Regions from separate parts of the Sus scrofa genome. Here all the other regions are linked to region 2. Evidence: chromatin contacts called from public Hi-C data. All regions are on one chromosome and are shown on one strand. The core of a region is the stretch at or near the end of the contact, and the rest is flanking DNA. Distances in the headings are between cores, read along the strand shown.

Region 1 (2,944 bases), core at 312-2,811, 170 kb before region 2:
CCATGCAACTCATGAATTAGATCACTCTGGGATTAAGTGTAGACAGAAGAATAAAGGCACTTCAACTTTAAGAGTCAGAGGCAAAAAAAAAAAACTTGCAAAGAACACTGAGAAGGGGCAACCAGTGACATAGAGGAAAGTGTGTTGTCTGAGAGGCAAGCAAACAGTTATTCAAGGAGTAGAGTCACTCAGCTATGATAAATGCTATAGACAGATCAAGTTGGAAAGTAAGGTTATGCTTCTTTTACATAATGGTAAATCTTCCAAAATGGAAGAGAGAAAAACTGAAAGATATCAGCTGGCATTCAATTACCAATGAGAAAAATCAGAAGTTACACCAATGTTATTTACTAGAGATATTGTATTACACATGTGTTATTCCAGACCATCAGATGTTCCTTTGCAGAGCCACATGAAGTAAGGTTTCAAAGAACACAACAATTTTCTTGAGCAGTATTAATTTTAAATGAAAACCTCGTTATTTTACCAGCTGAGACTCTGCCTGAAACAACCAGTGTCTCTCATTCAGCTGCCACACTTTCCTTAGAAATGCTGGTTTGGTATAATTTAAAGAGCATCCAGTTTCCAAAAAAGAACGGACAAAAGGGTCAGCATTCAGAGGACACAGAGAAAAAGTTATACTGTAAATTCCAGGAATGAAGGGGCTTCACTTCCCACGAAGCTGGAACTCAGTATTCTTCACTTAAAAAGAGCTGCATCATCCCACTCTTGGGCATATATCTGGACAAAACTTTCCTTAAAAAAGACACATGCACCCACATGTTCATCACAGCTCTATTCACAATAGCCAAGACATGGAAACAACACAAATGTCCATCAACAAACGATTGGATTAGGAAGATGTGGTATATATACACAATGGAATACTAGTCAGCCATAAAAAAGAACAAAATAATGCCATCTGCAGCAACATGGATGGAACTAGAGACTCTCATCCTGAGTGAAGTAAGTCAGAAAGAGAAAGACAAATACCACATATCACTTATATCTGGAATCTAATAAACGGCACAAATGAACCCTTGCACAGAAAAGAAAATCATTGACATGGAGAACAGGCTTGTGGTTGCCGAGGGGGAGGGAGTCGGGTGGTTGGGAAGCTTGGGGTTAATGGATGCAAACTTATTGCCTTTGGAATGGATTAGCAATGAGATCCTGCTGTGTAGTAGCACTGGGAACATTGTCTAGTCACTTATGAAGGAGCATGATAATGTGCGAAAATAGAATGTGTATATGTTATGTGTAACTGGGTCACCATGCTGCACAGTAGGAAAAAAAATTGTATTGTGGAAATAACTATTAAAAAATTATACAAAATTAAAAAAGAGCTGCATCTTACAGCTGCAAATGGCGCGAATTTCATGGCACTACGCTGTTACACTAACACTCTAGGCCGAGAGAGGAACCGGCGAGCTCGCGCACACCAGCTCAGAAGATCAGGACCCAGGTTGAAAAAGGCAACGCACAACCGTACTCAGGACTCAAAAGTGAACGAACAGACCACTAGCTTCCAGGCCGGGAATCACCTGCCTACGGAGTGTGGAGGACGCGTGGCTTTTGGCCGCCTCTTGGGGGCGTTCCCGCAAACTTCACACGTCACCGGACACTACAAGGCGAGGGTCTCCCGGCTAAAGAGAAGGGGCCCTGGAGGATGCGGTGCGCTCGTTCCGTCCTCTCAGTCTTGGAGCTGAGGCTGCACGGTTTTCCCAACTACTCGGTAGCTGCGGGTAAGAGCGCGCGCTCTCCCACCTCGTCGCTTAGCAACCGAGAAGCCAGCCTGATTTCCCCACGCGTCAATTTCTCCCGCCCCTACATAATGTCAAATTTTAAAAAGATTTTGCTTCCGGGTCGAGCTGGCTTTACGCAGCGGAAGGTCTCCTTACCTCCCACGTTTACCCTTTGGGGAGGATAAAGTCTCGGTAGCGCACCAGTAGTTGGGGGACTCTGTCTCTCCTCCCTCGGTTAACATGCGCTTCTCCTCCCGCCAATTGCCGGGCGCCATCCGGCAGGTCCTTTCCCCCAAGCCTAAATCATCCGCTCATCGCCTCCTCCAATCACAGAGGCTCGCCCTCGGGGACTACTTTGCAATCTGCGAAGAGCGCAGGCAAAAGGGAGTGAGAAGACCCTCTAGCCGCGGGAAGTGTAGTTCAACACTTGAAGGAACAACGTTGGATATTGCGCCCGGATCCGGGCATCGTAAACTACAGTTCCCAGAGGGCTCCGCGGTGGGGAGCTGCGCCTTTACTTTCCAACACTACTCGCCCTTTCTGAGCCGGTTCCGCGATAGAGGTGACCCGACTGCCTGAAGCTCACGTTGCAGGTGCTGGAAGTGCGCGCGCAGTTACCAATCATGGTGAGTGTGGGCCCCTGTGTCCTGCCCACCTCCGGCCTTCGCGCCCGTTTGTCGTGTTTCTCTTGCTTGAACAATTACTGGGGGAAAGCTGTGTAAGGCATTGTCCCTCGCACCCTGTGGAAAGCTCCAACTTCTCTTCTGGGGATTGTCGCAGTGACCCAGTAATTGGAAAGGGGTTGATTTCCAGCTGGGGCTCTTAGAAAGACACTAGAGAATCGCTGTCCTAGGAGAGGCGCGATCTCAGTCCTGCTGCATTTTGGGGTACAAAATACGAAGCTGCGGATTTTCTCCAAACCACGAAATGGGGTTTGATAAGGATGATAAGGGTTGAAATGGGAGGGGGTGTTGTTACCTAACCTCTTTTTCTCCTCTTAAGCCCACAGCGTTTTTAAGGGCTTTTGTAGAAGCCCTCACTGCAGAGGTAGAGCTCACCAGGTGCTTCGGCTTACAGTCTACGTTTTCGGGAGAAGTGTTTCCGCCATATCTAATTTCACGAAATGTTATTTAAAACCTGCTCCTTGATCTCCTTTTATAATGCCAGGACGCGTTGCAGTGAAGGCATCCCTAGCCAGA
Region 2 (3,153 bases), core at 65-2,564:
ATGGTAAACTTTAACCTGTCAGACCCTCACTTTGTTTCCAAATTTAATGAGAAACAAGTCTATCACTGACTGGCCACTTCAATGACCACATCTAAGACACTAAATTGTGTCTCATCAAGTAATACAGACAAGACATAAAGTATGATCAGAGGAAATAGTATGAAAAAAATCAAAATTGCATGCACTGATGTTATTACAATATAAGAAAGCATGATTCATACTGTACAAATGTGAGCACCACAAGCACAAGAAATTTTATCTTTTGGTACTCCATGTATTTCAGGTGCCTAGAACAATTTCTGGAATGTATAGGTGCTCAATAGATACGTCAAATGAGTGAGTGATCAAGGCAATATAAATGAAAAACGGGCTTCATTTCTAGTAGATTCTGATATTCCTTGATCCATGATTACTCTATCTCTTTCTTATGAGTACATCTGCTGTGACTTTTTAAAAAATTACATGAACTAGTGTATCCTCAGATCCTAAGGAAAATAAATACAGAACAGGTAAATTTAAACAGACAAAGAAAATATGATACCTCTGATCTTACAGTATGAGATACTAGAAATTGAAAGGAAAAATTCAGAATAGAGTGCTTGCATTGAGGCCCTAAGGGTAAGGGTGACTTCAGGAAAGAAAAGGCCAGCATCCAAGACAAATGTTAGCTACTTCGTAATTTTGCCTAGGGTCACCTGGATTCTCATACCACAAACAAAGTGTGTTTAAGCAAGCAGAGAAGAAAAACAGACTGAGAAGTTCTTCTACCAATTCCTAGTGGTAAAGTAACTGGACAAAAAAGATGAAAAATGTGTTGATTGGAGATGATTTGTTTTTATCTTAGATCAAAGTAATTTTTACTTACTTTAAAAATCTACAAATTAAGGGCACTGAAACTGTGAAGAATCAAGTGTATGACTTATTTTCATTGGCTTTTCCAGAACAGACTTCTTTAAAAGATTTATTTATAACAAGCATACATCAGAGCACATTTCCTAAAACTGGAGGTAAACATGAGGAGTAATCACAATCCAACTTCTTTTAGTTAAAATGATAGTAAATATAAGTAATTACTAGACTATGGAACCAAAATATTAAGTCAATTTGATTAGTAAACTTGGGGGCCAATATCATTAGCTCTTTCTCTTTTAACCTGAGATAGAATTCATGACATCTAGCATGTCTGCAGACGTATGTTGCAACACTTTATAACCAGAATAATTACACAGCTCTTCCAGGCACATGTACAAACAAGTAGTATTTTCCAGACCATGATGTTCCAGTACAGCCAAGTATTACAAACAACAAAAATGAGCAATACGTCATTGACGGGTATGACTCGCAGGACATTAGTCAATGCACTTTCCAAGAAGGAGTCTGATCAAAACATATCATGGGAGACAGGAGAATTTTTCTTGGTAAACTTTCCAACTTCATATTTCTATACTTGAGAGAAACATATGGTTCTGTAACTTAACAGACTTAGCAGTGGTGGGAGGCCTGTGAAAACTGCTTGCAGCCACAACTTGGAGTATATCTTCAGCGTTTCTCCCAGAACTCTCTGAAGGACTTCCTTTCTTCCTAATGCTAAATACAGAGAGCATCCCTATTTTATTCACTTGTGTCATTTATAATCAGCATGAATATTATCTGAAAGAAATTTCTATTTTTACCAAGAGAAATAAACTACCACAGTTCAGTTGTTTAGTTGTGCAACTGAAAAAGAAAGGAAGGAAGGAAGGAAAGGAAAAAAAAATACTCTTTCTTTTTATTTATTTTTTTTCTTTTAGGGCTGCACCTGTGGAATATGGAAGTTCAAGGCTAGGGTCAAATTGGAGCTGCATCTGCCAGCCCACAGCACAGCCACAGCAACACCAAAACTGAGCCACATCTGTTACCTATGCCACAGCTCGTGGCAATGCCAGATCCTTAACCCACTGAGCGAGGCCAGGGATCAGACCTGAATTCTCATGAATACTAGTCAGGTTCTTAACCCTCTGAGCCACAACAGGAACTCCTCCTGCTTTCTTTTTGTTATTACTTTTTAGTATACCAACCCTGCAAAAGATTTTCAAAAATTATAAACAGGTGCATACAAGTTTTACTTGCTTTGGCTACTCTCACATTTTTAAATCTCACTTCTTTCTTTGCTTAACCAACTATATTGCCATCTGCTCTTGACATTGCCAGACTTTGGTATCACATACATCTGTCTGTAAGTATGCCTGTAATTCTGCCACTCAGACCCTAAATAAATATCATCATACAAGACCACAACCACACACAGACAAATAAAGACAAAGACAAACAAACTAACAAAAGAAAAACAAAGAGCATGGGGCAGAGGTGGGAGAGAGGAGGGATGTGATAGGAAAGATGGGTCAATCTGGGTATGATATAAGAACCCAGCAGTTGGCACTGGGACACTGTATCCCATATATTAGGGTTGATGCAAGAACAAATCACAGAATATGGAGGCCTATATCCTTGTCTCTATCATTTCATGCACCTCCCTACTCCCAGGGGAAAAAAATGGGACAAGTATTTTTTACAGTTTTTCTCTACTGACAGCAGTAAATTTTCTATTATGTTAATGAAGGTTAAGTACTGGGACACTTCACTCGTACAGGTCTAGGAGGGCTCCAGCAATGTGCTCACATGGTCAAATACTTTTGCAAACTTTGCAAAAGTAATGTATTCTATCTGCAATCAAAACCAAAGTAAAAGTACCTCCACTAGAGCATCTCATACTTTCCCTTGGGGTATAGTGCTAGAGTAGCTGCAAGTAGATTCTACTAAGGGAAAGGTGAGTTGGAGATACATCTAGTTTGGGTTTAACGGGAATGTTTATGTGTTTTACAGGAACTTCTGAATATAGTTAAGTTTTTGCCAGCAATCTCAATGTAGGAATGGCTCTGAGGAATACCCCTAACTCATCGATGACATCAAATGTCTTGTGACCCTAAGGTGAAGGGGCCAGAAGTTGTACCATGATGTGAGCAGGTCCTAAAGTGGCCAGCACAGAGGAATACAGGTAATGGAGGAGAAACTAGATTTGAAATGTACCTAGAATGGAAAACAGAAGCCAGACTGGGGAAATGAGTAGTCTTCTAGTCATTAGAGGTATATAATTACAAGCGGAAAACTTAATTC
Region 3 (3,102 bases), core at 271-2,770, 150 kb before region 2:
TGCAGGGTTGCCACAAACCTTCCATTTGCAAAAATGCATTATCTGCGAAGTTCAGTAAAGCATAGCACAAAAAGAGGAGTTGTGCCTATATACATACAACTAACCATGTTTTCTTTTCTGCCCATTACCTTATCAAACGAATACTAAAATAAGCCGATTTCATTTTATTTATATTTTCAAAACATAAACTTTCTAGCTCTTTCTGTGACTACTGTACTACATAACATAATTGATGTTCATGTGACTACCAGCCATACAGGATCCTAAAGTGCTTTCTGAACCTACCACTAGAGGTTGTTACTTCTGTTATAATTTTAGTATCATATGCATGTTATATTTGAATCTTCAGTTTTCTAATTTTTAAAATGAGAACAGCCATTCTTTGGTATCTGAGTCCTTTACAACTCAAAAATTTCATATTTAGTATAATTTGAAAATTATTTATTTTTATATACAGATAGATTAAAAGCCTCACCTAAATAAGGAGAAATTATCTAAATATCTGATTGCTCAGAAATGCTGAGGAGACATCTCCAAATATCAACAATAAAGCAAAGTCACATTGACATATTCAAGCAATATTAACCTCTTTCTTGGGGTTTTATATTTGATAAACCCAATGTACAAAGAAGTTATTACAAACTGTAAGGTGCTCTCTACTCTTAAATGTTATTTCCTGTAGTGTTTCAGGCTCAGATTTTGTTTACACTATTAAACCATTTGGGGAAGTGAAGCAAAAAATTTTGTGGGGTTTTGTTTTTGTTTGTTTTTTACAAATCAGTATAACTCTTTGTGTTCTCTTAATGTTTCAGAGGCTTTTTATCTTAAGGCAATTTGTCAAACAGGTCACAATTTGAAGTTAAAAAAATTTATCTTTGGAATATACTTGTTTTCTCTTGAACTAGATTGCTCTCAAACTTGGTGTGACTTCTGATGATGTCAAGAATGTCATCATCTGGGGAAACCATTCCTCAACTCAGTATCCAGATGTCAACCATGCCAAGGTGAAACTGCAGGCAAAGGAAGTTGGTGTTTATGAAGCTGTGAAGGATGACAGCTGGCTCAAGGGAGAGTTCATCACGGTGAGAAAAATCCAGGAGCGCTCTTCACAGCCAAACATCAAGAACTCTTAAGAGACACACACCACCTTACTGACCTGGGTGTCTCTCTAAGGGTGGTGGGAGGAAACTCAAGGACAGCATCCTTTGATGAGTGCATATTTCTTTTGGGGATCATACTAAGCCAGTCATAATTCAGTCTGATCTGTTGTGTAGCCATCAAGATTGATTGTTAAAGTGAGAAAAAACTAAATCACCTCCAGTCATTCAGCTGTCTTACAGAGATCCATTTCTTTGTATGAAGTGTGGTAAACTTTCTTTGAGGATTTGCAGTTTTCCTTTTCAGGAGGACTGGCGTTTACAACTGAAATAGATTAAAAAGGCTGACATAGGGTAGTTGCCTGACCTCGGAGGGGACACATTAAGCTGTGGTTTGCAGTCTTTCACCCCAGGAGTAATACTTCTCTCTCTGCCTGCCCCACCCAGACTGTGCAGCAGCGCGGTGCTGCTGTCATCAAGGCTCGAAAACTGTCCAGTGCAATGTCTGCGGCAAAAGCCATTTGTGACCATGTCAGAGACATCTGGTTTGGAACCCCAGAGGTGAGGACGCAGTGATTTGCACAGGCCACTCTATTTTTGTTTTCTGATTCCATAATGTAAAAAACAGAAACAAACATAGCCTTGCAGTCAGGCAGGTTAGGTTCATATCCCAGCTCAGTTGCTGGCTGGCCGAGTAACCTTGGAAAAGTTGCTTAACCTTTCTGAGCTGTTTCATCATCTTTTACATGGCATTTACTTCACAGGGTTTTGAGGGTAATGAGATGTTTTGTGGAAATCACCCAGTACACACAGTTGAGGGGACATTTTTCTTAAAGCCTCTATTGGGCCATAGCTCCTCTGTTTATAAGATGAGGGTTATATTTCTCTGGCCTGCTTCACACATAGATCAGAAGAGTAGAATGAGATAATAACCATGAAAGTTGCCCTGTGTGTAAGTGCCTGGTGATGGTTCCTTATTACAGCAATGAAGTTATTATGCACATATTAAGAACCTGTCATCTGGTTTACTTTTGTTAGTTCATCTGTCAGTTGGTTATGTAAACTAATCCCTTAGCCATGAGAATGTAAAACATTGCTTGTAATTATTTTTAGGGAGAGTTTGTGTCCATGGGCATTATCTCTGATGGCAACTCCTATGGTGTTCCTGATGATCTGCTCTACTCATTCCCTGTTACAATCAAGGTGAGGTATTTGAGGTTATTTTCCTCCGTCCCTGTGGGGAAAGTAATTGTGTATTTTTATGAATAATGGTATGATTTAGTCTAGAAGGTTGTTCCTTTATTAGATATTTTCCTCAGTTTTAAAATCATGTGAATCATAACTTCAGGTCACTAAAATATTGAAATTAATCTGGAAAGCAACTTTCAACTCTTCTGACTAGATATATGTTGTTATTATGACTCTAATACTGGACACCAACAAGTATTCGCTTACTTTGAAATGAAGCAGTGGTTCTCATGGTTGCTCTGTATTGTATCTTTACTGAAGTCAGTAGTTTTTTATGTTTGCTAAGTAAAGCCTCATTTAAAGATTTTTTTCTAGATTCAATGAATTTCAAATTCAAATGTTGAGTTTTTATTGGAAATATCTGTTAAGATCTGGATTTTGATTTGCATCTTTAGAATCAGATTTTAAAACATACTTCTGGATTAAGTTCAAACTAAGTTGTTGCTTGCTGGAATATCAATTCTAGTTTAATTATAAATCTCTCATCTGTAATTATTTTCAAACAGGATAAGACCTGGAAAATTGTTGAAGGTCTCCCTATTAATGATTTCTCTCGTGAGAAGATGGACCTCACTGCAAAGGAACTAGCAGAAGAAAAAGAAACTGCATTTGAATTTCTTTCCTCTGCCTGATTAAACAATCATTTCAATGTTACTAAATGCCCCAAAGCTGAAAAATCTAAATGTCCTTTTTGACCCTAGTACCAAATAATAATAATGCTATCCTTAAATTACTAGTGAAAAATAACACACTTTAA

The links. Hi-C and Micro-C count contacts between places; a contact is called where the count stands out from the background.
Region 1: a contact with region 2 is called in a Hi-C map of liver, with 4 times the contacts expected there. The contact joins two enhancer-like sites. A contact is called at or near these places in 2 of 47 Hi-C or Micro-C datasets (liver and skeletal muscle).
Region 3: a Hi-C map of liver shows a contact between it and region 2, with 1.7 times the contacts expected there. The contact joins two enhancer-like sites. A contact is called at or near these places in 2 of 47 Hi-C or Micro-C datasets (liver and skeletal muscle).

The regions. Positions count from the first base shown.
Region 1 is chr3:78,267,593-78,270,536 of Sscrofa11.1, reverse strand. No RefSeq gene overlaps it. Among named protein-coding and RNA genes, the nearest start is that of MDH1, 6.0 kb to the right of the region's middle. Within about 2 kb of position 1,561, at least 75 of the 83 cell types and tissues checked have an H3K27ac peak or open chromatin away from gene starts, as enhancers often do. A contact at or near this core is called in liver, where this site is marked.
Region 2 is chr3:78,095,757-78,098,909 of Sscrofa11.1, reverse strand. No RefSeq gene overlaps it. Among named protein-coding and RNA genes, the nearest start is that of UGP2, 67 kb to the right of the region's middle. Within about 2 kb of position 1,314, at least 10 of the 83 cell types and tissues checked have an H3K27ac peak or open chromatin away from gene starts, as enhancers often do. A contact at or near this core is called in liver, where this site is marked.
Region 3 is chr3:78,247,104-78,250,205 of Sscrofa11.1, reverse strand. MDH1 (malate dehydrogenase 1, NAD (soluble)) reads left to right here. Exons shown (of 8, transcript NM_213874.1): 5 at 906-1,082; 6 at 1,545-1,658; 7 at 2,211-2,300; 8 at 2,852-2,977. The coding sequence ends at 2,977. Among named protein-coding and RNA genes, the nearest start is that of MDH1, 14 kb to the left of the region's middle. Within about 2 kb of position 1,520, at least 4 of the 83 cell types and tissues checked have an H3K27ac peak or open chromatin away from gene starts, as enhancers often do. A contact at or near this core is called in liver, where this site is marked.